7 separate regions of the Mus musculus genome follow, and all the other regions are linked to region 1. The links are chromatin contacts, called in public HiChIP or PLAC-seq and promoter capture Hi-C maps. All regions are on one chromosome and are shown on one strand. Each heading gives the region's core, a stretch centred on a gene start, on an enhancer-like site or on the middle of the called end of the contact. The rest is flanking DNA. Distances are from core to core; before and after follow the strand shown.

Region 1 (4,105 bases), core at 597-3,096:
AGGAGTATGTCTTTTAAAACCATCAACCTAATCACCTCCTTCCTCCTTTTTTGATTCTCTTTTTTGGCACAGGTCCTCGGCTCAAGAAATCTTCCCACCTCGGTGGCCAAAGTCGCTGGCACTGTAAGTACGTGCTGCTTACAAATTTCACTGCTAAAACCCCTGACCATGAAGGCTGGGACTGCAGCTCAGTGGTAAAGCGCTTGATGAGGTGAATCCCTGGGTTTGAACTGCACCGCCTAGACTGTGGTGGTTTGAGTGAGAAATGGCCCTCCCGTAGGCTCAGATGTTAGAATACTTAATCCCCTGTGATGGCACTGTTGAGGTGTGGCCTTGCTGGAGGAAATGTGTCCCCAGGGCCATCTTTGAGGTTTCAAAGCCACTGGCATTCCTAAATCTTATTCTGCTTTCTGATTAAAGATGTGAGCCCTCAGTTTCCTGCCTCTGTCACCATGCTCCACCGTTCAGGGATTCTAACCCTCTGGAGTGGTAAGCTCACACAAACTCTTCTTATAACGTGCCTTGGACATGGTGTTTTATCATGGCAGTATGTTTTACTCAAAACACACACACACACACACACACACACACACACACACACACACCACTCCCACCAACAAACCTTTAATTTTGGGTAATCAACTCTCCAGACTTCAGTTAAGATGATTAACCCTCCTAGTTTGTTAGGGACTGAGCAGCTTCAGAAGGCTTGGGGGGCGGGGGGAGGTCATTGCTAAAAATGAGAGCTGTCTATGGCAAACTAGGACAGTTCCTTACCCACGTTTAGGTCCCTATCTAATAAATGAGATTGGGCTGGACTAGCAGTGAAATTCTGCCAAAATCTGTATTCAAGCAGGCATTAACAACTGACCTCAGAACTGATTCCAGTGACTTATGAGTATCTTTTCACAATCCTTAGCATCTGGCCAGCTGCTGCCAAGAGTTGGCACTTACCTGCCATCCTTGAACTGAACTTTTAACAAACTGCGATTTTTAAGGATCAGAGTTTATTGAGGGTCAGCTTTAGCTCAAGCTCTGCTGCAAACCCCGAGTCTGGTTTTCTTCTGCTCTGGTAAGTTCTCTAGAACTTGCAGATCTTGGATTTTTTTTTTTTTTTCTTGTTTGATTGCACATTTGGGTAAAAATATGGACTGGCAACCGGTTACATATAATTAAGATAGTTTTCCTTTAAATGATGTGCTAGATCTACATAAACACTCTCCTACTAACGCCATGAACTTATGAGTGTGCATTTTAGAAATTACTAATCTGAGACTTACTGGTCTGGTACTTGTCTAAACCTTGTCTGCAGGCAGAGCTACACGGAATCCTAAGGCCAACCCCGTTTCAATAGCCACCACCTTTTTACACCATGATTTGGTTAGATGCTTACTTCCACCTTTCAGTGCACAGTCCACATCCCTCCCTGTATGCAAAGTCCTCTAAGATTTAGGTTTCCTTGAATTCAAGTGGCCCTTCTGGGGGTGACTCTGCGTGGCTGGCTGGGGAGCCAAGAAGTTCCAGATCGCTCACAAAGGGCCAAAAAAAAAAAAAAAAAGGTCTGCGGGTCCGCTTCTAGTTGCTAAGAGAGGGGCGGATCCCTTCTGGGCGGGTTGTTCGCAGAGAAGCCCGCGGACAGGCAAGGGGAAGTGCTGAGGAAGGAGCAGGGTTTCACTGCAACCCAGCGGCCCCGCAAGCGGGTGGGTGGCGCATGCGCGGCGCGGGTCGTGGAGTTGTGAATGGTGCGTCTTGTTTGCTAGAGTTTGAGGCGGGCGGGCGCGCGAGGAGGAGAAGGAGGAGGAGGAGGGGTGGGGCCGGCGCGGGGCGGGAGAGCGAGGAGGGCGGCGAGAGGAAGTGGCGGCCGCAGCCGGGGGAGGCTGGAAGCTGTGTCTGCGCGGGCGGGCGGGAGGGAGGACGGCCGGCAACGGCTGAGGCGGGCGGCGGTAGCGTGGGTTGGGCTCCAAGCACACGGCCGCACCTCAGCCTCCCTGGAGCGGGAGGCCACGCGGGCGGGCTCCTGAAACAAAGAGAAGCGGGAGTCCGGGTGCCGCGGGTGGGCGGTCAAGGCGGTCAGCACCGGAGCCCGCCAGCGGGTGCCCGCGCGAGCCTGGGGAGCGCGGCCGGCCGGCGCGGCCTGAGGGCGGGAAGATGCCGCGCGTCGTCCCGGACCAGAGGAGCAAGTTCGAGAACGAGGAGTTCTTCAGGAAGCTGAGCCGCGAGTGCGAGGTGAGGCGGTTGGGGAGGCGCGGAGGCCTCGGCGCGCCCCGAGTGGGCCCGGGGAGGAGAAAAGTTTGAGCGGCTCGGTTGCCGGGAAGCCCCCGGGACGGCGCGCCGGCCGAGGGGGAATCTCGCCCCGGCAAGCAGTCCGCCCACAGGCTCTGCTTGCCCTTATCGGAGCCGCGGGGAGCGGGCGGGCGGGCCGGCGGGTGCCGCCGCGGATTTGACTCCTGATTTCGGGGCCGTCTCTCTGCCTTGCAGATTAAGTACACGGGCTTCAGGGACCGGCCCCACGAGGAGCGCCAGACACGCTTCCAGAACGCCTGCCGCGACGGTCGCTCGGAGATCGTAAGTCGCCGGGGAGGGACCCCCCCACCCTACCCCCGGTGCGCGCGGGGAGGCCGCGGGGACCCAGGCGCGCGCCAGTCACTTGTTGCGCGCGGCCCCGGGCGTGTTCCGGACGGCGCCGCGGACGCTGCGGCTCCCGGAACTGAGCCGGGGGCGCAGGCTCACTTCCTTAGTCCGGATTCGAAAAGCAAGAAAGAGGCAGATGCTGGCGGGGCGGCTCGGCTCGGCCCTCGGGCGGACCCGCCTTCTCCTTGGCCCGCCGCGATGGTTCGGTTCGTGGGATGGTTTGCGTGTCCTAGTGCCGGCTCGGCAATCCGAGCGGAGCTCCAACCGGAGCTTGGCGGAGGTTGTCGCCTAGGCTGTGACCTCCGCCAGACATCGGGGTGCTTGTAGGAAGGATACAGCCCTACGTGTAAAGAATCATTGGAGGGGGATCAGCGATAGGCTTGTTTCTGAGAAGCGAGATTGGTAAATCTATATGAGAAGCTATCTCCCAGTACAGCCGAGAGTAAATCTATTCCACTTATCTGTTGTCCTAATAGAAGAGAGAGACTGTCCTAATAGAAGAGAGAGACGAGAGAAAGGGCCCCAGTGGATGAACAATTTTCTTTTCTTAAAATGTTAAGAATCCGAAAGAAATCTATATTTTCCTTTTTCTAACCTCGATGTGCCTGTCTGAGTATTGGAGTTGCTAAAGAATTGCCTGGTGCTACACAGACAAATCCCATAGTTCATCTAGAGGTTCCTGTTTTATATTTGAAGACTGCTATGGACTCGGCAAGTCCTGGGTTGAAAAATATCGAAGTGATCTAGTTCCTCTCTTGCCTCTTCGTTATCCTCCTTAGAGGTGTTGGTTAGGAAGCAACGAAAAGAAGAACTGTAGGAAAGAGATTTTTTTTGGTTGGGTGGTTTTTGTTTTGTTTTGTTTTAAACTGAAGCACTGTGTAATGAAATCCTAATATTTGCTCAAGTGACAGACCCATTGCCTTAGCCCAAACTTTAAGTAAAGGTACAATTTGAATACAGGTTAACAGTATAAGGCTGTTGGTGAATGTCGCTTTTTTTTTTAATTGAGATGTAGTTCGTATAACAATGAACAACTTGTGCTCGCTTCGGCAGCACATATACTAAAATTGGAACGATACAGAGAAGATTAGCATGGCCCCTGCGCAAGGATGACACGCAAATTCGTGAAGCGTTACATATTTTTAAACTTTATATGCCCCAGAACAGGGGAACGCCAGGGCCAAAAAGGGGGAGTGGGCGGGTAGGGGAGTGGGGGTGGGTGGGTATGGGGGACTTTTGGTATAGCATTGGAAATGTAAATGAGCTAAATACCTAATAAAAAATGGAAAGGAAAAAAAAAAAAACAATGAACAACTTTTTGTCACTGAAACCAGATTTATTTTTAAAGATGTTTTAATATTTTAAATGAAGGCTGTTGGAATTGAATTGCTAGTGAGGTAACACTATAATTAAATATAGCAAGAGCTATTGAATATTTAATCATTCAGGTGTTTCATAAAAGAGAGCCTACCAC
Region 2 (4,105 bases), core at 496-2,995, 770 kb before region 1:
ATTATCTACACCGCACTCAAACATTAGCTAGCTAGCTCTTTTAAAAAAAGGATTACGTATCGCTCCCACACCGACATTCTCTCTGCTAATAGCAATGGCTAACAGAAGCTTGGTATCCCTGAGAACATTCCAGATTCCTGGATTAAGAGTGTTTTAAAATGTAAAGATAGGGAACTTGCTCCACTTATTTCTCACTAATGCCCTTTAAAACTAGGCATCAGAAGACCAAGCCTTCCGCAGAGAAGAGAGGAAACTCTCCATGAGTCTACAACCTACAAACACAGGGACCTTTATTTAAAGGGTGTCCACATATGGTATTTCTCCCAAGAAAGATTAACGTATGCACTCAGTTAATAAGCCGAACAGGCCTGCCGCTCCCAGAAGGAAAATGCAAATATGTTGCAGTTCTGTGCAAAGGGCTTCTCTGTCAGGGTGACAAGTCTATAAAGTTTTGAGGCCTCGGTGAAAGGCTACCTGTGACAGAGAATAGGAGGAATACAAAGGTTTTTTTTTTAAACTGGACTGTGCCCAGTCCACCACAAAGATAAACTACACTGCCCAAAGGGACCTGCTACAAAACCACAAAACCGAAACAGAACCCACAAGCCCCTGAACCAAACACTCTGGGGGGTCGCGGGGGGGGGGGGACCCACCAAGAAATGTGCTCTCGAATGCCTAAGTCCAACAGAAAGTTCCCCGTATCTGTCACCTCCCAAACTGGCCGCCCTCCCAGAGTGACTTAACTCTGGGTACCAATTTGGGCAGTCCCAAGAAGCCACCACCAGTGCTGAGACTACAGGATGCTATGAAGGAAGCCAACGTCCGCAGTAAAGACTGGAGGCTTTGTGGGTAGATCTGGACTCCCCCACTGCATCTGGGCTACACGCCTCCATTCAACAAATATTTATTGAGCATCCACCATCTGCTGGGCACCCTGCTAGGCGCCAGGGAGGAAACCATGCCACAGCCCCCGGCCTCTGTTAGCAGAGAACCGTCTGGGGGTTACGCGAGCCGGAAAACCTGCTACAAGTTGCTAAGCACAGTAGTAGCCAGGCGATGGCACGGCCCTCGCAACCGGCTCTGCGCACCAACCTCTTGTCGATGAAGCAGGGAGGGCACAGGTAGGCCCCGGAGCAGGTGTGCAGGCACCAGGCACCCCTGAGGCTTCGGAGCTGCAAAAGGCAGACTCCGGCCGAGGGCGCGGTCCCCAGAGGAGCAGGGACTGCAGCCCAAGGACCTCGGAGTACGGAGTGCGCGGAGCGGGGACCGCGCAGCCCGAACCCGACTCTGGTCGGCCGGGCCTTCCCCCGCGGCCGGGTGCGGGTAAAGAAGGCGCGGGCTAGGCCGCCGACCCGCCCGCTCGTACCTGGAGCCCCGCCCGGCACCTACCACTTGGGCGACCTTGAGGCGGCCGAGCGCGCCGCGCAGGTAGTCCGGGTCGCAGCGCAGGCCGGCCAGCCCGCGGCGCTGGCTCACCGGCTCGGTGGTGGGTTGGTACGGGCTGCTGGCGCCCGAGATCATGGAGGTGCTCGAGGCCTCGCCCTCGAAGCCGTCCAGCTCCTCGCCGCCCCGCATGCTGCCGCCCCGCGCGGCCGGTTCCCCCGGCGCCTGGAGCGGGCAGGCTCAGAGCGGCCGCCGCATCGCCGTCGCCAGACCACCCCACCGCCGCCGCCTCTGCGCCCGCCGCCCGCTGCGGCCGCGGCTCGGTCCGCTGGGGCTCGGCTCCCGCCGCCTCGGCAGCGGAAAGGGAGGGAGGCGGGAGCGGGCGCCGAGGGAAGGAGGCGGGAGCCGCGCGCCGGCCCGGAGGGGGCGGAGACTGCGGCCGGCGCGGGGAGGGGCGGGGCGCTGAGGGCTGGGGGCGGGGGGTCGTGGGGGAGAGGAGGGGCGTTGCAGGTTGGGGCGGGGCCGGTGAGGAGCCTTAGTCACGCCCCCACCACGCCCTCACCTGCTGGGCGTCTGGCCCAGACTCCGGGGTGGTCGCCGGCGGCCCTTGCAAGGAAAGGCCCAGACCAAAAGAGGGAAAAAGGGTGGAGAGAATGGAGACTGACCAAAGAGTCACAAAGCTGTTTTCTCTGCCCGCAGCCTTAGAGCCTGCTTTAGAGAAAGTGGGATCGTCTGCAGGTTTAAGTGTGTGTGTTCCCACGCTGGGCACACTGAGACAACCCTATTCTGTGTCAGAGGTACAGCCTGTGAGGGGGTGGGGGAGGTCGGGGTTAATGGAGCCCGCAGAATCCACACAACCCCAGTGTCAATTTGGGATCCAGCATGCTGGCATAGGAGAAATATATGAGCACACAGTAGGTGCTTGGCAACTAATATCAGTTCCCTATCCTGGCTGAGAAAAGTTTTGCTACCTCTAAGCATCAAGCTAGGCGACACTCAAATTTTGCCCTGGAGGCATTAATTATAGACCAATTTGTCATTCAAGTGTGAAGACTAATTTTAAGCTTAAGTAAAACACTAACTTTCTAAGAATTGTCACTTTGACACTGAACCTTTCAGCACCCTGAATACAGATCTGTTCCGGTCCTTGAGGAAGGCACCAAATGAAGTGTTATAATCATTACTATTTTACACAAGTGGAGACAAAGCTTTCAGAGTAGAAGTGGCTTGTCCAAGGGCACCAAATATTCAATGAGTAGAACACAAGGTCTATTTCCAAAGCTGAAAGGATACCAGCTTCAATATTTATATTATTTGACTTACTAAATATTTTGAGGGGGGGGGGACACTTACTGTAAGCTAAGCAATATGCTAAGAATTGAGGACAGGGATGTTGAGAAGTCTCAGTGGGTAAGAGTGTTTGCCACCAAATCTGACCACCTTTGTTTAGTTCCTGTGACCCATGGGTGAAAGAAGAGAGCCAGTCCTTACAAGCTGTCCTCTGGCCTCCAAAAGCACACACCAGAGTCCTGCCACCCCAAGGACAAATGTTAATAGCTTTTTTAAAAACTTGAAGACAGCCGGGCAGTGGTGGCACACGCCTTTAATCCCAGCAGTTGGGAGGCAGAGGCAGGCGGATTTCTGAGTTCGAGGCCAGCCTGGTCTACAGAGTGAGTTCCAGGACAGCCAGGGCTACACAGAGAAACCCTGTCTCAAAAAAACAAAACAATAAATCCTTGAAGACAAACTCTACTCTCTCTTAAAACCCTCCTGAAATGGCAGCTACAAAGGTCTATTGATACCCCAGGGACAATGAGTAGGAACGGAGACAAAGGATAGAACACTAGATGCTGGAGAGAAATGTGCACACAGCAACTGATACGGCACATCTAAGAGAATGGACATCCAAGCTTGCCGTGGGAAAGGTTGAAATACAACCCAGATTACACATCACAACAAAAGGCTCAAGGGCGCCAGCAAAGTCTAGAAGTGCTTGTGTGGGAGGTGGGGGAGAGGAGACAGCAGGCAGGAAAATGCAAGATGATCCATTAAAAGCTTTGAAGAGCCAGGCAGTGGTAGCACACGCCTTTGATCCCAGCATTTGGGAGGTAGAGGCAGGCACATTTCTAAATTCGAGGCCAGCCTGGTCTACAGAGTGAGTTCCAGGACAGCCAGTTCTATACAGAGAAACTGTCTTGAAAAACCAAAAGGAAAAAGAAAAAGAAAAAAAAAAAGCTAGGAAGAAGTATAAAAGGGTCCCTTGATCCCCTCCTATATACCCCAGACCTCAAGACAAGTTGCAGTCTGTGTGTATGTAGGCATATAATTTTCTCAACCTAATTTAATAAGGGTTCAACCTTCCCTCTAGCCCACCACCCACCAGACATAGTGGGGGAAAGTAGACCTGTTCAGAAATAGTTCTTTGGGGGCAATTCCAATCTTCGTTTTTCTCAGTCCAGTCCACTAGCAAACACCAAACATGAATCAGCAGCTGCCACTCAGCAGACACCACACACAATCCAGCAAGGGGAGTTCAATCCAGAAGAAATCCTGAAGCTTGCTAATCAGACCTACTCCACAGAAGCATCAAGAAGCCGCAGGAACCTAGGCGAGTTTCTTTGTCGAGTTTCTCCCTGTAACATCACCACAAGCGAATCCCAGCAAATTAATGTAAGGCGAACCAACACATGGCGTGTGTTGTCAGCAAAGAGTAGCAAAGCAG
Region 3 (4,105 bases), core at 736-3,235, 730 kb before region 1:
GAAACGGGGGAGGGGGAGGGTTACCGACCTAGGTGAAGCTCCTAAGTACAGTCTCAGTAGCAAGTGCTTTCTCATCTCCCTAGGATTAGCTATAGCCACCCCCTCATCTAGATGCACTCTAAACCTGAACGAGAACCATTACCAAACATCTCTGGGCATCCTTGGATTCAACACTATGGAATCTGAGAACATAAGAAAGGAAAGGCAGTCCACGAGGATCTTCCTTCCTCCACAATGCTCACCCTTTTCACGAGGGCCACAATCCACCCGGGGCCTGGAAGAGCGCCTGTCAGCATGACCTCAGCTCCTGTTCATTCTGACCTAGCTGGCCCCAGGAAGCCTGAGTTATCTCCCTAAAGCACAGACCTGGCTATAACCTACCACCCTGGCCATTGGATGAGAGAAACACACGGACATCACCATGCAGTCATTTCCATAAGGCTTGGGGAAGGGTGGAAGAAGATAAAAATCTGAAAATCAGGAGTCTCCAGGAAAGCCGATTAGTCCTCCAGACTTTCATGATCTGACCTCATCTTTATCCTCTATTGCAAAAAAAAAAAAAAAAAAAAAAAAAAAGGCTTTTGACAGTGCCCAAACGATTCACCCTACTATCTTGATGTGCTTGCACCTAGGCAATTACCCTTCAAGATACCTGATTCCACAAGCGCTCTCTCAACACATCAAGCAGTGTGATGCGCCCACAGCAGTCTGCTCTTGACATGAGAGATGCGATGCAACCACGCACACATCTGCCTCGGCTCCACTGGGATTCTTTCAGGGTGTCTAAGACTGTCTGTACTGTCCCACTGCTCAGCCCTCATTTCCTACTCTACAAACAGCATTGCAGGTGAACGCATATAATCCCTTTCATTTGAAGGAGATAACTGAAGCCAGAGAGGTTAAATGACTGACTGGGCAACCCAGCAGTGAGGGCAGGATTTATGCAAGAAAGTTCCTGGGGCTGACTCCCAAGCTCTGCTGCCTGCCCATGAAGACTGAAGAAAAGACTTCGTCCATCTCCTCAGTTTCCCAGTCCAGGTCACCTACTTCCCTCATCTTCTCCATCCAGCCTGCACATCCTCTTTTTCCTTCCTCCACATCCTCAACTTGGTGAGCACAAGGCTAACCGATGAACCGAGTCAAGGCTGAAGAAGGCTCAGCCAAAAGACTGAAGGAATGTGCCCCAATGCCCCAAGCCCACATCACATCACTGGACTCCAAACGGAGCTGCATTCTAGGGGGTCAGTAGAGGTGTGGGCTTGGAGACTCAGCAGCTACCCTGCCAGAGTCCAGGGTGCCCTCCCAGGCAGGCAAGCGACAAGCAGGCGCTAAGGGTGGAGAAGCCTGGGAACCAGTGGGAGGGGCGCCGCCTGACCCACCCCTGCGCCCCAGGGCAGTACCCCGCTGCTCACCGAACACCAGAATGTTTTTGCCGGACGGCAGCTTGGACCTGGCACGGGTGGACACTTCGCTCAAGATCGAAGACCTGCGGCGACAATGACAAGAGTGGTCAGCGCGGGACCGCCTAGGACCGCTCGGCCCACGACTGCCCATCAATGTCTGCCCACGGTCCTGCCCGCTCCGGCCCGCTCCCGGTCCGGCCGCGCCATCTGCGGCTCTATACGCTCCTCACCATAGACTCTGGCCTTCCTCCTCTTCACTTGTCAGGTCGCCGGCGGCCGCCACTGCGGGCCCGTTGGGACCCAGCAGCAGCTTCTTCTCCACCCCCACCGGCGCCATCTTGCCAACTGCAGCCACAAAGAGGGCCCTCCCCCGGGCCCGCCGAGGACCCGCAAGGACCCCGGCCGGGCCGCGCTGCCCGCCCGCAACGCCGCAGAAGCTCCGTTATCCAGCGCGTCCCGACGGGCCCGCGGTGTCCTCGTGCGTCTGCGGGACGTGGGATCGCCGCAGCTAGGGACGTTGCTGGGTCAGGCAGCCAGCCGGACAGCCTTACGCGGGAGGTGGAGCCGCGGACGCCACCAGACCGAGAGCGCGCTGGCGACCCCTGCAGGGCAGCCTCTGATGCGGCAAGTCCAAGCTTTGGAATGAACTCAAGCTAGACAACCATATTTATAAAGCGATCTCATTGAATCTTGTTTAATTCTTAATAAGTGAGGTGAGGAAACTACAGCTCAGAAGTTTAAAAGAAAATGGGCCAAACATGAACGAAGATCCACAAAAAAATGACTGGACATAGATATTTGCATGTCCTGTCATACCAGCAATGGGCAGCTGGTGGGGGCGGGGAGGGGGGGAGGGGGAGGGATCAGAAGTCTTAGACTACTTGGTAAGTTTAAGTTGAGCATGAGCTATGTGAGAGCCTACTTCAAAAAAATTAATTTTAAAATGGTTGCACATGGTGTCACACGCCTTTAATCCCAGCATTCAGGAGGCAGAGGCGGGAGGAACTCTATACATTTGAAGCCATCCTGGTCTACATAGCAAGTTCGAGGGTAGCCAGGGCTACATAGTGAGACCCTGTGTGCCGGCTAGTTTTGTGTGTCAATTAGAGTCATCAGGGAAGAAGGAAGCTCAATTGAAGAAATGCCATTGTGGGTGGTGCCATGCCTGGGCTGGCTGAGCAAGCCAGTAAGCAGCACCCCTCCATGGCCTCTGCATCGGTTCCTGCCCCCAGGTTTTAGCCCTGCTTGAGACCCTGTCCTGACTTCCTCCAATGATGGATTATGATCTGGAAGGGTAAGATGAAATAAACTCTTTCCTTCCCAACTTGCTTTTGGTCATGGTATTTCATCACAGCACTAACCCTAAGATACCCTGTCTCAAAACAGCCCCAAGACCCAGTTCTAGAGGTGGTATCCTGCCACTTCCAGTCATTACTCTTTTAGTTTTACTTTTATTAAATGTGTATAGGTGCTTTGTCTGCTTGCATATCTGTCCACTATGTGTATGCAATGCCTGTGGAGGGCAGAAGAGAGTGTCTGAACCCCTTGTAACTGGGATTACAGATGGTTGTGAGCTGCCCTGTGGGTACTGGGAATTGAACCCAGGTCCTTTGGAAGAGTAGTTAATGCTCTTAACCGCTGAGCCATCTCTCCAGCCATGTTTCTTCAACTATTATATGGCTTAATTTTCAGGATGCTCATTGAAAGTTTATCACAAATCCTCAGAATGTTGTTTTTCATCTCCTCCTTTGTAGACTTTATTAAACTGTGAATGATTTTTACCACCACAGTTAACAATACTTTTGGCTTTGCTTTACCAATTTTATTGTTGTTGTTGTTGTTTGAGACAGGGTTTCTCTGTGTAGCCCTTGCTGTCTTCGAACTTACTCTGTAGGCCAGGCTGGCCTTGAACTCGGAGATCCACCTGCCTCTGCCTTTGGAGGGCTAGGAGTGCCCCCACTGCCCTGCAAGGTTTCTGTTTTTTTTGCTTTTTTAAATCCTATTTTTCAGAGAGTCAATATTTCACAGCAGAACAAGCAGCTGTGACTGCTTTTCTTGAGTGGAGAAGGTAGTGGGGAGACTGGATGTAAAAGGGGAGAAGTAATGGAGAAAAGAAAGACAGGTTTGTGCTGATCAGGGGTAACTTTAGGTATGGCCTTTTGCTGTTCTCTAAGGAAGCAGGGTAACTTTACAAGGTGTTGATAAATACCATAAGGAAATGTGATATGGCAGGAAAAGCAATCACTTAAGTAGGTTTCAGTTGAAAAATACAGTGATTCTGGTTCAGCTAAAAATTAGCAGCATAAATTAAAGGATGCAACAATGGGCATGTAGTTTGCCAACTTGAATGTAAACTGGAAAAAGGAAAATGGGAGGGAAGAGCAAGCAAGATTGGAAGTCATAACAGGACACTAGAGTTGAACACTCTGGGCCAGTGAGCTAAATCCCCACCAGGACCACCAGCCCAGGGATGGTAGCACCCACAATGGGCTGGGCTCTTCCCCATAGATCATTGAGAAAATGCCCTACAGCTGGATCTTATGGAGGTATTTCCTCTAGGGAGGCTCCTTCCTCTCTGATGACTCTAATTGAACACAAATTCTCTAATGTGACCTGTTCCAAAACGAGAAGATAGATAGCACCAGATACAAATGCATATAGTAGCTTTCTTTTCTTGCCAGAATATCAGGGGGGAGGATGGT
Region 4 (4,105 bases), core at 1,073-3,572, 660 kb before region 1:
ATGTTTGTTCGTGTCCTCTCAGAATAATGTCAGAACATATGTAAGTTGATGAATGATTCTTTTGTTTTCTAGATGTTTGTGATATATGTATGTGTGTGTGTGTGTATATATATATATATATATATATATATATATCTCACAAACATACATGCATGAATATACCCACAATTATACAACTATAAAATACATAAAACTAATGTAACTACATGTTTCATGGATTCTCACCTTGTGTTTTCTTTGGCTTCTCACTTTCCATGCTTGTCTTTTTCCCTTATATTTCATCTATAAGATAGGGCATTTTTAGTTAGATCAGCTTCTAAGAAATATTCTGGCCCATATGCTTGTTTCAACAGCACATATACTAAAATAGGAATGCTACAGAGAAGATTAGCACAGCTCCTTCATAGGAATGAGACACAAATTCATGAAGCAGTCCACTTGTTTAAAAAAATTTAAGGAATGAAATATTCTGGGCATGACGGTGCATGTCTGTAATATTCAGGCAGGAAAGGGAGTGGAAGAAGAGTCCTGAGTTTGAAGCCATTCTGAGCTACATTTAAAGTTCCAGAAAAGAAAGGGCAAGGGGCCGGGGGGGGGGGGGGGGGAGCAGGAGCTAAAAAAAAACTCTCTCAAAACCAACAAGCAAACAAACAAAACCCCTCACAAACTCAAGAGGGACAATCCCTGGGATCTACATTGTAAGCAAAAACAGACTCTCATTGGTTAACTTCTAACCACACATGTGCTAACCCGTACATGCATGCACATACATGTACATTCACATACACACACAAATAGATGTCATTAAAATAAATAAATAAATGTCATTTTCAAAAGGTTAAATAATTATAAAATGTCCCAGCACTTGGGAGGCAGAGGCAGGCAGGATTTCTGAGTTCAAGGCCAGCCTGGTCTACAGAATGAGTTCCAGGACAGCCTGGGCTACACAGAAAAACCCTGTCTCAGAAAAAAAAAAAAAATTACAAAATGATACTTAAAAATATAAAAATATTTTATATAATATTATAAAAATAGCTCACTTCCCAAGTCAAAAGTATGTTCCCACTCAAGCAATTACGAAATGTTTTCAGTAGTTTTGTGGGTACAAATCATCACTAACAATGAGATTGTAAATTTTTTTTACCCTGATCTCACGGGGCGGGGGTAAGTTTTTACATAACAGGACACACCATCCTTAAAGGGTTTACTTAATTTACTCTCCAAACCAACAAGGTCAGGTGCAAACGTTACTAGGAAGACTATTAGAGAACATAAATAAGAAAACTAGTTGATTAGTGTTCTGCACACCTCTTTCATCCTGGGTATGGGACTCAAGGTAGAGTCTATCATTAAACACTAGGTCAGCCCCTGAAATTCGCTACTCTAAAATTGGTCACATCAAAAGCTTTGTGGGGGGAAAAATTCTACATATCTCCCTTCCCCCAAGAGAGACAAAAATATCTTCCTGGGTGGGGCTGGCAGAGATGAAAATCCTAGCATTCACTTCCACTTGTAAGTTGTCCGTCCGCCTTGGAATCCTACACTGTGGAAGGCACCCTCTAACGGGAGCAGAAAGGCAAGCACGTAACGTGCACTATCAACTTTTCTGCTCCGAGTGTGACATAAGCCATTCAGGTCCCAGGGAATAGAGGGTCCCAGGAACCAGTTGCTGTACTGGATGGATAGGATATGGGGCGCACACCCTCACGGCTCGCCCGGGATTCCCAGCCTCCGGGTCCACCGTCTTTCCGTGGGTTATGGCTCCCTCGCTCTCGCTCCAGGCTCCGGAGGCCTGGCTCACCTAAAGAGCTGGAAGAAGGAACGCCTGTGAGGAGGGCAGGCAGGCCCACGACTTTCCTCTACTGCTCTCCGCGGGGCACCATGCACGCCTCCCGAGCCCGGCTCCGGCGGACCTCCCAGGAGCAATCGCCCAGTTCCCAGCGTCAGCTGCTGCTGGGCACGCGCTCCCGTCCTCTTCCTCCCAAACCGAATCCCCCGTGGGGGCCGCCGCTTTCCCCGCCCCGGGATCCCGGGGAGCAGCCCGGACGCACACAGCCGCCCGACTGGGCAGATGGGGACGACCTTTTCCCCCTCACAGGTCGTGGGCCTGGCGCCAGCTCAGGGAAGCCCCTGCCCTCAGCTCAATCCACCTCCTCAGGTGAGCCAGGGAAGCGGGCCACGCCCGCCACCACAGCTCCGCCCCAGGAGCCGACCACCGGAAGGCGGGAAGCCGAGACCTTGGCCTCTCCACCCTGGAACCCAGAGCCCCTGTCAGGCCCACACCAGCTCGTCCCTGTGGCAGCCTAGACCACGACGCCTGACTGGGTTTCCCACGCCCGCGCGCCAGCCAGGCTCACATCCGCTGGGCGGGACTTCCGGCCGCACACCTGTCCCACTGGGCTTAGCCCTTCGCAGCTGTAGAGCCATCAGTGGGCAGAAGGTGATCAGTGCGGGATGCCAGGTTTTAGATGGGAGAAAGTGACATGATGAGGGTAATATAACTTAGTATTTAGGACTTGCGTCTCGGAAGGGTCTTTGCTCCCTCCTTGACCTTGCCTGACGCCAGGCTTTCTTTGGTTGCACTGGGCATTCCGTTGACTGGACACCCTCCCTGGGTGAACTCCAAAATCCTTAGTTTTTGGTTCTGGCCAAGCCAGCTTCTCATTGAGTAGACCCAAGAGCCCAGAGCTCTGAGTCTTAAATGTGTTCAAGGTGTGCCCTATAATTTAGTCCTGTCATACGTCCCAACAGAACTCTTCCCATGGGAGTGTTGGGAGATGGAAGTACTGTCAGAGGGCAGTTCCTGCTCTGACAAAGTCACTTGATGACACAGCCAAGCAAGAATGATACAGGTTTTCAAGAAATAAAATCCCTATGAGCCCCCTCCCTCGCCTCTTGTCAGCTATAACCCAGGTTCTCACATAGGAGACTGCCTTTGAGAACTGTTCTATAGCAGGCAATTTAGGGCCTTAGGATAACGAATCACACACACACATTCGGCCTCCCAGTTTGGATTTCTAGTTTGTTACTTTTCCTCACCTTCAGGAACTTTCCTTCCCATCTAACAAGCTGCTAAATGCTATTATTCCAATATATTATTCAATAAAAAGAAATTTAGGGATGGGGCAAGCCCATAAAATTCAATACACAGGTATAGTGACAAACCTTTAGGTATATATAATGAATGACGACAGCACAAGGGAATGGTTTTGTCCTGATAAAGCTCCGAAATGCTTCTTTAAAAGTTCTACTTTAAATAAGTAATGATCTTAAAATGTCCACAGCTAAAATCCACATCTTAAGTTCATTAAGATAATTAATTTTTTACTCTTGTTAGTGAAACAGACATATCTACGATATGTAACTGTAAAATAGCAATCCAGCATTAACTAACTATACAAAGAGCTGGCTTTTGTTCTGTTTTCTCCCCATTCTCCCCACCATTCCAGACAACAAGACTATATTACAAATGAGAAAAACTTTTATTAAGGAAACAATTTAACTTCCGTCCTTTAACAGATTTTTACAAACCAAAGCACAATATGAAGACAATTACAGTTCCAACCATTAACATATTACACATGGTGCTTATTCTACAACTGGAAAGTTGCAGAAGTTTGTGACATACCACTATAAATATAAGTATTATTAAAAATTACGAATTGTTTGGTGATTATTTTGATAACTTCTTGAGCAGCAGCTCCTGTTGGAAAAAGGAGAGAAGTAAATGTTTGAAAAGAATAAATTTTAAGAGTTAAGTAATATATACCAGACTGGGCCTGACGGTGCATGCTTTTAATCCCAGTACTAAGGAGACAAAGACTGGTGGATCTCTGTGAGTTCAAAGCCAGCCTGCTCAACATAGTGTGTTCTAGGCTGGCCAAGGATATACAGTGAAGACACTTGTCTCAAAAAAAAAAAAAAAAAGAGTTGGGTGTGGTGGTAACGGATGACTCTATTCATCAGACTGGGGATGTAGAGGCAAGATGATTATGAGCTCATGGCCAGTCTGAGTTACAAATGGAATTGGAGGTCAGCCTGGTGTATATGAGATCTATGCTATATAGAATACACCACAGATACAGATGAGTACAAAAGACAAAAC
Region 5 (4,105 bases), core at 1,032-3,531, 640 kb before region 1:
AAAAAAAAGACTTTGACACTCCTTCCATGTCACCAATATAAACAAAGCTTATCACAACAAACTGCACCACTTGATTTTCCATTTACTGAGCATCCAGTCTTCACTTTAAAGGGTCCCAGACCACACTGCTGGCACAGGGCTTTGCCTAGAGGAACTGATCACTCAAGGGCTGGCAAATGGAGAAACAAGCTTGGGAAAAAAATCAGAGAGACCAGAAAGACTTTTTCTCTTCCCAGGAAATGGGACACAGTCTTATCTGAGTACTAAGTGGTTGGACAGTTGAAGAATAAGCCTAAGAGTACATCTTCAAGATTCAGCAAGAAAATGTTCTTGCTGGCCTGAGAGGCGGGCCTTGGTCCCTGGCTATTACCTGCCGACCCAACTTTGTTTCTGCTTCCTTCTGACCTGCCTACAGCAAAAAGCAGTTCTTGTTTTGACAGATAAAATGCAGCCCTTTAAGGAATAACTCAGTAAGAATCCTCTTCCAGTCCCTAGGAACATTAAGTATCTTCTCAGCTTTGTTGCCTTCCCTTCTACCTCCACCCAAACACAGAACTACGAGTCCACAAGAACTCAGAGTAGTTACAAGGGCTCTGCTACCTTGTTTCTCTCTCTAGAAGCTTGGGACAAAGGATGAGTCTGAAAAAGCCAGGTGGCCCCAAGCTGGAAACATGTCTAACTCTGGGCAAATTAACCTAACTTTTACAAGACTTAGTTTCCCTATCCAGTATCAAAGACCGTCTGCCTTCAAGGATTCTCAGAACTAAGTACCTACGTCTCTGGGAGAGTAAGAGCTAGGTAGTCAATACAAAGAGAAACCTCCATCCTTAGGGACACAGGGTAAGTTCTCTTGAGATTAAGAGAGGCGAGGGGATGGCAACACTTTGATACACTTAGCTGACACAGAGTATACTCAATAAGAAAGGAAGAAGGTGGGAAGAGACAAGGAAGGAGAAATAGCTAAAGAATCCACCGGATGGTTTAGATGTGCCCTGTCCAAATGGTTTCTGAGTACTAGAAATGCAGCTGGCATGAATTAAGACATTTTTAAAATGTGTATGATACCTGATTTATAAGACTCTGTGAACAACAACAACAAAAATAGCTTGGTAATTTTAACAATAATTACGTTGAAATTGTAATGTTTTGGAATACTAGGTTAGATAAACACTGTCAAATTTGATTCTGGGATTGGGGAATGTAGCTCAATTTGGCAAGCAGGCATGATGTCCAGAGTTCCAGCCTCAATACTTCATAAACCGGGTGTAATAGTCCACACTTATAATCTCAGCTGTTGGGGAAAAAGAGGCAGAAGGATTGCATCAAGTCTGAGCGCAGTCTGCTCTACATTGCAAGTCCAGGCGGCCACTCAAAGGTAAAAGACAAAAAAAAAAAAAAAAAGGGGTGGGGTGGGGGAGCAAAAACTTATTTTTGAGTCTGGCTGGGCAGTGAGCATCTTCAATCTCAGCACTTGAGACCTGGGACGTAGGCGCTTGAGTTCAAGACTGGCCTACTTAAGACCATGTCTCTATATAAACGAGAGGGGTGGGGAGAACTAGTAGCAAAACTTATTTTCCTGTCTCTTTATTCTCCCGGTTCCCAAGGTCTTCCAATGGAGGCCAGGCTGGCTTTCAGTTTCCGATCCACCTGCCTCTGCTTCTCAAGTCCTTGGGATTACCATGTCTAGCTTCTTTTAACTTTATTTGAAAGGTGCCTACTGGAAAATGTGTAATTACGAACACGGTTTGCTCCGATAAAGCTAGCATGACGCATTTCTATTGGCCAGCGCGGGCGTAGACCAATACCTGCCGGGGCGCAGCGCTCGGCGGTCGGGCAGGATGGGGTGCTCCCACCCCCCTCGTTTAGCGAACGAGTAGGGAGGGCCTGCCGAGACTGTGCAGCCCAGTGGGTTGGCGGAGACACCGCGCACCGCAAACCGCGGACAGCCAGCCGTGCGGGAAGGGGCGAGCCGGCCTTCGCCGAACACTCGGGCCAGTGGCCGGATCCCAGAGCGCCGGCTCCCCACGCCCTGCACGGCCGGCCGCAGCCGCAGGCCCGTGGGAGGCCGGCCTACCCGGCCTAGGCACTTAGGCCCCGCGGGTGTCAGGAGAGCCCGCCAGCCTGGCCGGCTTGCTCACTCGTAAACCCCGGCTCACCTCAGCTGCCGGTCGTACTTTTGCTCCTTGAGTATCTTCCCTGGCTGCGCCATGGCCGCGCCTGGCCCGCGAACAGCAAAGCCGCCTAAGGAGGCCGCCACCCACTCGGCCTCACGCAGGCGCACTAAGCGCCCTCCTCCAGCGCGCAGCCAGTAGGGGGCGCCGACGCTGCACTGCGCACGCGTCACTGGGAAGCCGGGGGAAACCTGAGGTTGAGTTCCACAGAATGTTTCTCTCTCTCTACCTGCAGTAATTGTGGAGAACTCCGACTTTTAAATCGAGTGATAATCCTTATCACTGATAAACCTTAGTCCTCTTCTGGGTGAGTTCACCGTTCCTGAGACTCCTCCAAGAGGAACAATACACCAGCATACTTGTATATAGTATTCTATATAGAGAAGCTACCCTGATGGGTAGACAGAGGGGCCCCACCCCACGGCTTCCCTCCAAGAATTGTTCCCCGTGGTGACGCAAGGGAAAGGGGGTTTTGAACGAGATGAAACGGCATCAGGAGACAAATGAGAAGTGGACTTGGGGGACGGGAGGGTGTCTGAGAAGCAGCCAGAGTTGCCTGTGAAGCCCATGAACAAGGAGGAAATTAAAGCTATCATCGATTCATGTGACACAGGATGACTGTCCCTTGGTGGCCGATGCTAAGGAAGGAGCTTATGAGCAAGTTGAGGACAAGAGGGAAGAAGAGGCTTGCTGACAAGTAAGAATTGCTTTCCTCTATCCCAAATCCTAGAGGAGTCTCCAGATTCATGATTGCCAGATGCACTTGCACGTCCTGAGATTATTATCCCAGCACATGATGAGTGTACATCCACACATAAAATCCTTCCAGCCTTGTGGGGTGAGGGACCAAAGAGACGGCTCCATTTGACAGTAATATTGCAGTGCTAACAAATGCACTTCCCCTGGGCACAGTGTTAGGACACAAGGTGAGGGGACACCCTGCTGTGACCTCCCTCCCCCAACCCCTATGGAACCCAACTGATGGGAGAAAAGGGGCGTTAGGCGTTCCCAGCTCATTATGTGCTTGTGCATGTCTGTCAGTTGTCACATTCCCTCTCCAGTTAGACAGGTGAAACGTGAGCGATATAAAATACACCCAGGGAATGTGAGAAGGTCAAAAGTGAAAGTGAAAGTTCACTACATAGCCTTGCATACACCTTGGCCCCAGGAAAGGAAAGATGGACAAATGTAATTGGAAACAACAACATCAGGGGCCGAGGGTGCTGTACTGCCTGCGACTGTGTGATTTTGAGAAGCATTCAGTTGTTAGTAAGTGGACAAGGATACCTCAGAGCATGCACTTCTTACAACTTTTTAATGTTTATTGATTGGTGTGTGTGCAAGAATGCCATCATGCACTCGTGGAGGACAGAGGACCATTTGCAGAAGTCACTTCTCGTCCTCTTCAACACAGGTTCGAGGGATAAGCCCAAATCTTCCAGCTTGCTGAGCCATCTTGCCACCTCTCCTTTGAGGAAAACTTATTCTTAAATGTATGTGTGAGGTTGTGAAATATTCACTGTGGGAACTGAACTTGGATCCTCCGCAGAACAAGTGCTCTTAATTGCTGAGCCTTCTCCCCAGCCCTTTAAAAGAATGGGTGCAAAGGAAATGAAAGAAAAGGGGAAGAAAAATTAAAGAGGTTATCGCTGTAGTCACTTCGGTTAAAAGAATGAAGCAGGGGAGATGGAGAGATGGCTCAGCAGTTAGGAGCACTGACTGTTCTTCTAGAGGTCCTGAGTTCAATTCCCAGCAACCACGTGATGGTTTACAACCATCTGTCATGGGATCTGATGCCCTCTTCTGGTGTGTCTGAAGACAACTGCAGTGTATTCATATAAATAAATTTTAAAAAGAAATCTTTAAAAAAAAAAAAGAAAAGAGAAAAGAATGAAGCAGGGCCTTTGTAGGAGCAAGCTTTACCCCATGTGTGA
Region 6 (4,105 bases), core at 1,005-3,504, 580 kb before region 1:
AAGAAAGAGAAAAAAAAGAAAGAAAGAAAAAAGAAAGGAAGAAAGAAAGAAAGGGAGAAAAAGAAAGAGAGAAAGGAAGACTCTATGTTTTCAGACTTAGCAGGATGACATAACTTTTCTCAAGAATGTTCGGGGTGGGGGCCATCTGTGTGTATCTAAGAGTCAGCTCAGGACCAATCATATTTGTGGGCTGAACAACTAAAACTTCTTGCCTCAGTTAACTGAGGGAAGTTGGGAGCGGGAGAGGTGGTTTTCCCCTGACACTAACTGGTTGTCTAGTGTCAAATGGTCAGTCCTGAAAACATACATACAAGTAACATACAAACTGAGCAGATTATATTCAGGAATGTGCACGCGCATGCACGCACGCACGCACGCACACACACACACACACACACACACACACACACAGAGGCATGCAGTAACATTTAGTGAAAAAAAGAGGCCATGAATTTGAAGAAGGAGGCGTATGAGAGTTTGGAGGGAGGAAAAGGAAGGGAGAAATGTTGATTATATTCATTTCAAACTGCAGCAGCGACTTCCTGTCCCTGTTCTGAAGGATAACCTTCTATGCAATCAGATAAAGTATTTGTAAAACAAACTAAAAGTACAGCACAGTAAAGCATGCCTCTTTGTTCTCTCCTGCCCATTTACTTACTTGGTTTTTAGTATGGGCCTGAAAGAGACCCCACAGTGTCCAGAAGAAACTTAGTACAAATTCTGATTTACAACTTCCAGACAGGGTGCAGACCTATATAACACCCTCAGGGCTACTTCTGAGGCTGAGGCAGGAGGACATAAGTTCAAGATTGACTTTGACAACTTAGTGAGAATCTGTCTCAAGGCATAAAAAGGGGAAGGGGTAGGGTAGGATGGGAGGGGAGAGGGGGACAGGGTAGAGTAACGAAGATCTATCTATGATAGTGTTTGATAGTATTCAGGAGGCTCTAGGTTCAATCCTCAGTATCACAAAACCAAAGCAAAACCCAGAACAAAAACAGGGATTTAGCAAACGCCTTTAATCCCAGAATTTGGGAGGCAGAAGTAGGTGGATCTTTGTACATTGGAGACCAGCCGGTTCTACATAGCTAGTTCTAGACCAGCTAGGGCTACCTAGTGAGATGCTACCTCAAAAACACAAATAAAACAAAACACTCCCAAGCAACCACCTCCTTGAGAGGCCTGAGGCCCAGTAAGGGGACACATCACAGAAATACAGCAGGAACACTTTTACCTCAGACGTGACTTTGGGTAAACCAGCTTGCCTTTCTTTCCAGAGACAGCACTCTCAGACCTTTCTGCTATCTCTTATCTCTCTTTGACTTCAAGAAAGGACTCTACTGACTCACACATTATAAGGTGAAGACCAGACTCAGCTATTGTTAGGACCAGAAGGCAAGGAGGGAAAGCTCTGGACCTCTCTGGTTCTGGCTCTCCCAAGCTACCAACAAGTAAAGGTGCGGCTAACATCACTTGTCGCTAAGAGGCCAATGTAATTGAGAATTCAAAATGGTGGTTAGTAAGGAGCCAATGAACTCTTTAGATCAGAAATGTGAGTATTAGAAGGTTCCTTCTAGCTGTTTGTAAAGGAAGGAAAATCGGTTGGGACTAAGTGTAATTTGGAAGTAGGGGGCCTTAAAGGCTTTGGAGTCTGGCATTGGCAAATGGATGGGTGGGAAGGGACTTAGGAGGTGGGAATGACAGGATTAAAGTGTGTGACAGTAAGGGAAGCATCAAATTGACCCTGGTGTTTGGACTTGGGTCTTCTGGGGCCGGCGAAGCCATTGCTGGTTTAGGAAGAAAAGCAGGTTTGACTGGAAGATAAGGTCAGGGCAAGTAGAACCTAGAGTGTCCATAAAGCCTTCAAGATAGGTGTCCAAAGATAATAAAGATGTGGCACTTTGGAGAGAGGCTTGGAGGGAACGGAACAAAACCCGGGAGGAATCTATGTGAGAATGAACTGTAAAGAACTGGAGAGGTCTCTTGGTTCTGGCTTTGCAGGGTGTGGTGATAAGGGAAGCTTGGGGAAGAGCCCCACGTGACGACCTACTGGCGCAGCGGCTGCACAAAAGCCACGGGTAACCCCAGGGGGTAGAGTGCAGGGTGGCCCCTCCCGGCCCCGCCCCTCTGCCTTCCTTTTGCCCTCCTCATCCATTGGGTAATCTCAATGTCCGTCAAGGGCCCGCCTCCAAGGATAAGCCAATCAGGAATGGCGGGAGGGATATTTCTTTTGGTGCTGGTTCCTCGACTGGGGGCCTCTCCAGGGAAGTAAAACCCAGTCGCAGCAACCGCGGAACTGTGCTCAGGACCAGAGTGAGCCGAGAGGATCCGCCGAGTGCCAGCGGCGCCAGCTGGGGAGGAGAGGACGAGGATACGAGGTAAGGAAGGGGACGATTCGGGGTGCGGACGCCTTCCCTAGCCTAGTTTACGGGTACCTCAGGTGATGGGGCGGAGAGGGGGATGAGGTGAGAGGGCGGGACGAGCTGGCCCCTGGTCATGGTCACCCCACTCGCGCGCACGCGCCACGTGGGCCCGCGCACTGGTGGAGGAGACGACTGCTTAGCCGGTTCTCTGCACCAGCTTCCTTAGTACTGGAGCACCGGTGAGCTGGACGTCGCAACTGGATTCTTACACCTTGGAAAGCCAAGGCTCAGCCACTAAACGGGGGCTGGGATTTCTTAGAGCCTTGCGGTCCAGCCAAGAAATCAAGAGACTTGGTTTCTTTAGGGGTGCTAAATTCTTTCTGTCCCATTGGAGGCGAATGGTTTTCATTGCGCACAGCTGCCTGTCCTTTCTGCAGGGTCAAGGGGCGTCTGAGGCCATCTGCCCCTGTCCGACCTCATCTGTCCCAAGTTCAGCGGGATGGGTATTGGCTTTGGGAAATCGGTTTGACAGTGCGTTTATACCCTTTGACCTACTGGTTTTGGAAATAAGTAAGGGAAAGGTGACTGCAAATGCCATGTAATTTGGTACCAGGTTAGTGGAAACAAGCTCCAAGTCACCAGTAGTTGTGAATGTTTATGCCAAAAACCATAAATAGTACTATCACTGAAAACATTGCCTTTAATAGGAAATCATGTTCACAGTAGTTGGCCCAATGATATAAAAATCTGTACAGAATGTATCCCAAGGACAAAAATAGTGGCTCCCTCCTTTTGTTGATTTTTGAGACAGTTTCTCTGTGTACCTGGTCTCAAATTCTGCCTGCCTTTTCCTTCTAAGTGCTGGGATTAAAGGCGTGCACCCACACTCCCAGTTTCAACCCCCCCCCCCCATTCCCATGGGCTTACTTTGTCAAGCAAAGTAACAGTCTGCAATGTAGATCAGGCTGGCTTTGAACTCACAGATCAGCTTGCCTCTTCACCTTTGCTTCCGGAATTCTGGAATTAAAGGCGTGATAGCACTGTGACGGCTCAGAAGTGTCGTATTTTATTAAGTCTTTACAGAACGTTGTGAAATCTTGACATGGTGCACACACTTTTAATCTCATGAGGTATTGAGAACGTCAGAGCAGGCAGATCTCTGATTTTGAGGACAGCTTGACCTACACAGTGAATTTCATGCTGGCCAGGGTGACAAAGTAAGACCTTGTCTCAAAACAAAACAACAATGACCAATACAAATTACACAGGAATTCTGTGAGACCAGCAACTGATGGCTAATTCTAGCTACCCTGGAATCTGAGGCAGGAGGATCTAAAGTTCAAGGCTAAGTGTGAAAGAGGGCTGGGGATGTAGCTCAGTGGTAGATCAAATAGAAGAGACCTTGTGTTCAGTCCCCAGTGATGAATAAAACAACAATAATAAAACAAAACCTAACCACGTATTGCCGGTGAGACACAGTATGCTAAGTAGCTAGAGTCAGTGGGGCTTCAAAAACACCATATCGAGATAATATTGATGATATTTATATATAATATATTAATGTAATATATATAATGTATACCAGGTACAGGCCTGGACTCAGGACAGCCGCTAGTCAGCAGCTACATGACTGGAATTCATGGGGTAGGTAGATTCCTTGGGGGAACAGATACAAAAGGGAAAACTTAAATACTGCAAGGGAGACTGAACAAAGGACGTAGATAGTAGGCTCTGGCCTGAGG
Region 7 (4,105 bases), core at 966-3,465, 540 kb after region 1:
CAGCCTGGGCTGCGTGAAACAGAGACACAGAGATAGGGGAACCGAGAATGAGTTAGCAGGAAGGTCGTGGGTATATTATATGAGTACCTAGTGTGCATGTGTCTCACGATTCCATCTCCAATATCACATGTAACTAGGTAACTTAGGTAGTTCTTTCAGATATGTACCCTGCTGGCTTTCTGTTCAAACCTTCTGCTTCTCCCCCTTACAAACTGAATTATGCCCACTATGCCCATTGCCCCTACTCCCTCTGATGCCAGAATCTACCTGTGGGGTTTTATCTCTGTGGAATGTTCTCTTCCTCTAGCCTAATCCTTGACCTGATGCCATCAGCTCCCCAGAGAAAGTCCACCCAGATGTCTTAGTCTTTTGTGATCACCATCTCCCCCAACGCACGCACTCATGAACGCACGCACACACATGCTCTGTAAGTTAGATCAGATATAATTGCCTTGGCCAAGATGGATAGGTCTGCCTCCCTGGGACAGATACCTTCATCCTGGCCTTGACTCGAGACTCCACATTGTCATACTTGGGTGAGCGCCACAGTGCCTTCAGTGGCTTAGGCTGACCCTGTTCCCGGCTGCGTTCCTGGTCTTGGAAGCGCCTCTGAATCTCTTTGATCCGCCTCAAGTTTTCCTTCTCATGGTCCTTTGGATTCTTCCCTGGAAGGGTGCAGGGAGGAATATTGCTAGGGACAGCCCTACCAAATGGCCATGCACCTCGGACTAGATCGAATATAGATTCACACCCTACCCTTGGCAGAAAGACCTCTCAGACAATCTGGGAGATGTCTGGTAGAAGAGAGGCCCTGGGTTCACACACACATACACACACATTTTTAAATACAACCAAGGCCTCTTCATGGAAGTTAGACATCATACCCACAGCACAGTTATCAGCTTATTCCCTTCCACAGTCACCCTCCTGGTTATCTTCTACATTTTATGATTTAGCATACCATTAATCACCGTGTATATTATACACATGGCCTGTCTTGTTCATTGCCTCCAACTGTGACTCCCATACTCCCCCCGCCAATTTTTTTTAAATTCACACATCCCAATTGTAGCCCCTCTACTCCCAGTCCTGCCTGTGCCAAATCCCCCCCCCCCCATTACCCCTTTCTCTTCTCCTCAGAGAAGGGGAAGCCTCCCTTGGATACTACCCTACCCTGGGACGACTCCCATACTTTTTAACCCCGTTTTCCTAACAGCTACAGGGTTTGGCACAAAGTAGGCACTAAGTAAACAATGCTCCATCAAGGTGTGAAAGCTTGAAGCGAGGGCTTTCTGCAGAAGGATAGACTCTGATCCTGCCAGGAGGTATTGTATTTTGCCCTTCTTTTATGCTAGAGAAACTAAGACCCAGAAAAGAACATTAACTGCATGGGCTCAAGGCAATTAAGAAGCACCCTATTTTAATCTCTGCTTTTGACCTAAGAATGCCTCAATACCCCGTCTGCAAGGACTTACTCTTAGGAGAGACCCCCGAACCGAGGGAGATGCACCCCAGTTGCAGCAGCACGTCCCCCACGCCTCGCTGGCCACGCTCTAGGATCTCTCGGGCTTCAGGCCTGATGCGAGGGCCACGAGGAGGACTGGAGTCCAGGTCCCGACCTGAAGTCAGCAGGTCCAGCTTCAACGCGTTTCCTTCCAGGCGTCCTTGGGCTGAGGAGCAAGACGCGGTGGAAAGCCGTGCTCAGGGGTGGGGCGGGGTACTCGCCCCGCCGAGGCACCCCGCAACTCACCCGAGGCCGGCCGCCGGTAGTAGTCCGGGCAGAGAGTGGGGTCTGGGGGGATGGGTCCAGAGATGCGGGACGGGCCCTCGCACATGATCCTACCGCAGCCCTGCAACAGTGCACCAGGGCCTGTTGCGCTGCGCAACTTTCCCCTCTAATCCCTGTCGGGTGCTTCCACCCTCCACCCGAGCCCTGCATCCCCGCGGTAGCCCCCATCACCGAGCCCCACCCCTCGACGACCGCCCGTCTCTAGGCGCAGACTGTACCACCGCCCCGCGACTAGCCCACTGCCCAGAGGGGTTCGCCGCCCCTCCCCCGCCAAGCCCCAGCGAGGGCTCTCACTGGAGCAGTTTTACCGCCAACTGTTGCAAGCCGGTAGGAGTTGCTGTTGCTTGGCAACAAATGGCTTCCTGAGGTCAGGGGTCAAATGACTAAGGCGAACAGCCTTCTGGGGTTTGTAGTTCCAGATGAGGAGTGATTCTAAGTCTCGGGTCTCAACAGGAGCCTTACCTCTCAACCTGTCTCCCCTACCAGCACTGAGTACCAGTCCAGCCCCGCTCTGGGCCTGAGGTTTTCTCTGATCAACTGTCGAGGGATGCACTGATTCCTCATAGCCTATGGCCTCAGAAGGGGCCAAGAGGCAGCCAGAAACCCAGAATGGGGCAGCAGTAGGGTTAGCCCAGGTTGCAGAGAGCCTTGAGGTGACTTGGGCATTTCAAAGCTCGGGAGATGGAGGGGTAGGGCAGGAGAGGTGGGACTCTAGGTAACCCAACCCTCTAACTGCCAGGCCAAGCCCTACAAGTAGAGAGGCCTAAGCTGGTTACCTTCATATTTTGTGGCCAATATGTAGTTAGGAGACACCACCACCCCCCCAACCAAGGGAGATGTACTCCAATTGCAGCAGCTTTGGGCTTTGAATAACTGATCCCCACAATACTTTGCCTGGCCATCGGCTCCCAATGACCTATGTGTATCTTCTAGTGTCCAGGAACAGAAGAGTGTCTGGTGCCGGCACATGAGACCTGCAGGAGCCCAGGCGAAGACAAGTGTCCCGTGGGGCACAGCTTAGAGCCAGAGCTCCAGGAGGAAGGAATAAAGGTGGGAGAGGAAGGGCTCAATGCAGGGGTGGAAGCAGGAGAGGAGAGAGGACCCAAGCCTACGTCATCCATCGTGAGACCAGCTCATGGGCCCAAGAGAAAGTGAGAGGGCTTTCGGAGGGAAGGGCTGGGAAGGTGGGTCTTATGCCCGGAGATTCCTAAATCCCCATTCCTTCAAGGCAGAGATTCTTGTCTTTGACCAATACCCCTCACTCCCAACTCTAGAACTTGGGGGCTGGGGGGTTGGTATGGATTTGGGACTTCTAGATCTTGCAAGGAGACTGAGCTACCATAAATGCTGAGCCTCTACTGGGCTTGGAGCTTCACTGTCTAAGAAATGGACAGCTAACTAGCTCTAGTGGACAGGCAGGGGTAAGCCCTAGGCTCAAGATATAGGAACCAAAGACTGAAGCCTGCCTCTTTCAGGCCTCTTGTCCCAGGTTTGGGTTCCCCAGCCCTCCCAGGGCCAAGCACCATGTCCATCCTAGGTCAGAAGTTGAGCTGCCACCGGGGGTGCTGCAGAAGAAGGAGGAGCCAGAAGGCAGCCACAGTGAATCCTCACTGTCCTCGAAACAGCACAAAAAAGCCAAGAAACGCAAGAGTGGCGGGGCTCCTGTGCCGCCCGCTGTGGCCAGCGCATCCGCACCCGCCGCCGAGACCTTGGGGTTGGAGCGTGAGTGGCAGTCCCTGGGCTCTTCTCTTGTTTTCTTTGTCTTCTGAGGCTGACATGGCACAGCCTGGTGTTCTAGCCTTTGCTCTGCCTTGGGTTCTTGCAGGAAAAGCCCAGCGCCTGCGGCCACTGTACCAATACATCAACTACTGCAACCCAGAGCTGAATCAGGAGGAGGACGGGGACAGGGAGCCCGAGGTAGAGCCTGAGGCCGAGTTAGCACTGGTTCCCGAGGAGCCGGGCGTGGAACAGCTGCAGCTGCAGACCTTGCTGCCCGTGGCAGGTGAGCTGGGCTTAGGCCTTGCTTTACCCTGCCCTAATCCGTTAGTGCCACTGACCCATAATCTTCCTCCTCTGGTAGAGGAGGTTGGAGAGGAGCCTGGGGGTCTGTCTAGTCTGAGGGTGAGTGGCAGCCTCAAGGCTGAGGTGGATAAGACGACGCAAGTGGATATCGACAAGATGTTGAGTGTCTGTGCTGCCCCTCTTGTGCCCCCTCTATCCCCTCAGTACAAGTGACCATCTAGCCACTGAGAATACCCCTGGTCTAGGCCTAAACCATGGCTCTAAGTCCATCGGCCTAAGCCATCAGGTGGAGGA

The links. Promoter capture Hi-C pulls out the DNA fragments that hold promoters and counts their contacts. HiChIP or PLAC-seq counts read pairs in DNA pulled down with a chosen protein or histone mark.
Region 2: a contact with region 1 is called in a promoter capture Hi-C map of stem cell-derived epiblast-like cells, with 2.9 times the contacts expected there. The contact joins the promoter of Cmtm4 here to the promoter of Cbfb in region 1. A contact is called at or near these places in 7 of 39 promoter capture datasets (the 3T3-L1 cell line, cranial neural crest, hippocampal neurons and 3 more) and 2 of 484 Hi-C or Micro-C datasets (both in embryonic stem cells).
Region 3: a promoter capture Hi-C map of stem cell-derived epiblast-like cells shows a contact between it and region 1, with 3 times the contacts expected there. The contact joins the promoter of Dync1li2 here to the promoter of Cbfb in region 1. A contact is called at or near these places in 7 of 39 promoter capture datasets (the C10 cell line, cranial neural crest, frontonasal cranial neural crest and 4 more), 3 of 484 Hi-C or Micro-C datasets (CD4 T cells, embryonic stem cells and muscle stem cells) and 2 of 115 datasets of contacts at active chromatin or transcription factors (bone marrow-derived dendritic cells and pancreatic cancer cells).
Region 4: a contact with region 1 is called in a FOXA1 HiChIP or PLAC-seq map of pancreatic cancer cells. The contact joins the promoter of Terb1 here to the promoter of Cbfb in region 1. A contact is called at or near these places in 5 of 39 promoter capture datasets (cranial neural crest, hippocampal neurons, liver and 2 more), 1 of 484 Hi-C or Micro-C datasets (embryonic stem cells) and 2 of 115 datasets of contacts at active chromatin or transcription factors (embryonic forebrain and pancreatic cancer cells).
Region 5: a contact with region 1 is called in an H3K4me3 HiChIP or PLAC-seq map of bone marrow-derived macrophages, with 8 times the contacts expected there. The contact joins the promoter of Nae1 here to the promoter of Cbfb in region 1. A contact is called at or near these places in 3 of 39 promoter capture datasets (the 3T3-L1 cell line, cranial neural crest and hippocampal neurons), 3 of 484 Hi-C or Micro-C datasets (all in embryonic stem cells), 5 of 115 datasets of contacts at active chromatin or transcription factors (astrocytes, bone marrow-derived macrophages, effector CD8 T cells and 2 more) and 2 of 9 other capture datasets (adipose tissue and liver).
Region 6: a promoter capture Hi-C map of stem cell-derived epiblast-like cells shows a contact between it and region 1, with 2.2 times the contacts expected there. The contact joins the promoter of Pdp2 here to the promoter of Cbfb in region 1. A contact is called at or near these places in 20 of 39 promoter capture datasets (the 3T3-L1 cell line, 3T3-L1-derived adipocytes, the C10 cell line and 11 more), 2 of 15 datasets of contacts at CTCF or cohesin (embryonic stem cells and pro-B cells), 5 of 484 Hi-C or Micro-C datasets (CD4 T cells, cardiomyocytes, embryonic stem cells and 2 more), 16 of 115 datasets of contacts at active chromatin or transcription factors (the 230-238 cell line, bone marrow-derived macrophages, cardiomyocytes and 9 more) and 2 of 9 other capture datasets (embryonic stem cells and liver).
Region 7: a contact with region 1 is called in a promoter capture Hi-C map of pre-B cells, with 3 times the contacts expected there. The contact joins the promoter of 4933405L10Rik here to the promoter of Cbfb in region 1. A contact is called at or near these places in 3 of 39 promoter capture datasets (liver, pre-B cells and stem cell-derived epiblast-like cells) and 1 of 9 other capture datasets (pancreatic islet).

Annotation. Positions count from the first base shown.
Region 1 is chr8:105,168,828-105,172,932 of GRCm38.p6, forward strand. Cbfb (core binding factor beta) reads left to right here and starts at 1,847. Exons shown (of 6, transcript NM_001161458.1): 1 at 1,847-2,226; 2 at 2,479-2,565. The coding sequence starts at 2,149. It overlaps Gm22063 (a small nuclear RNA gene), which reads left to right and starts at 3,669; the gene lies at 3,669-3,775.
Region 2 is chr8:104,394,062-104,398,166 of GRCm38.p6, forward strand. Cmtm4 (CKLF-like MARVEL transmembrane domain containing 4) reads right to left here and starts at 1,746. Exons shown (of 4, transcript NM_153582.5): 1 at 1,390-1,746. The coding sequence starts at 1,575.
Region 3 is chr8:104,441,062-104,445,166 of GRCm38.p6, forward strand. It overlaps Dync1li2 (dynein, cytoplasmic 1 light intermediate chain 2), which reads right to left and starts at 1,986. Exons shown (of 13, transcript NM_001013380.2): 1 at 1,634-1,986; 2 at 1,413-1,486. The coding sequence starts at 1,740.
Region 4 is chr8:104,507,565-104,511,669 of GRCm38.p6, forward strand. Terb1 (telomere repeat binding bouquet formation protein 1) reads right to left here and starts at 2,323. Exons shown (of 20, transcript NM_180958.3): 1 at 2,238-2,323; 2 at 1,703-1,809; 3 at 226-282. The coding sequence starts at 256. Nae1 (NEDD8 activating enzyme E1 subunit 1) reads right to left here. Exons shown (of 20, transcript NM_144931.3): 20 at 3,464-3,703. The coding sequence ends at 3,594. Gm22148 (a small nuclear RNA gene) reads left to right here and starts at 338; the gene lies at 338-444.
Region 5 is chr8:104,532,356-104,536,460 of GRCm38.p6, forward strand. Nae1 (NEDD8 activating enzyme E1 subunit 1) reads right to left here and starts at 2,282. Exons shown (of 20, transcript NM_144931.3): 1 at 2,157-2,282. The coding sequence starts at 2,209. It also overlaps a transcript of Car7 not described here.
Region 6 is chr8:104,589,218-104,593,322 of GRCm38.p6, forward strand. Pdp2 (pyruvate dehyrogenase phosphatase catalytic subunit 2) reads left to right here and starts at 2,255. Exons shown (of 2, transcript NM_001024606.2): 1 at 2,255-2,378.
Region 7 is chr8:105,706,074-105,710,178 of GRCm38.p6, forward strand. It overlaps 4933405L10Rik (RIKEN cDNA 4933405L10 gene), which reads left to right and starts at 2,216. Exons shown (of 4, transcript NM_027655.2): 1 at 2,216-2,442; 2 at 2,723-2,940; 3 at 3,327-3,511; 4 at 3,588-4,105. The coding sequence starts at 2,359. The coding sequence ends at 4,024. Enkd1 (enkurin domain containing 1) reads right to left here and starts at 2,135. Exons shown (of 8, transcript NM_198299.2): 1 at 2,084-2,135; 2 at 1,751-1,850; 3 at 1,476-1,670; 4 at 493-665. The coding sequence starts at 1,835.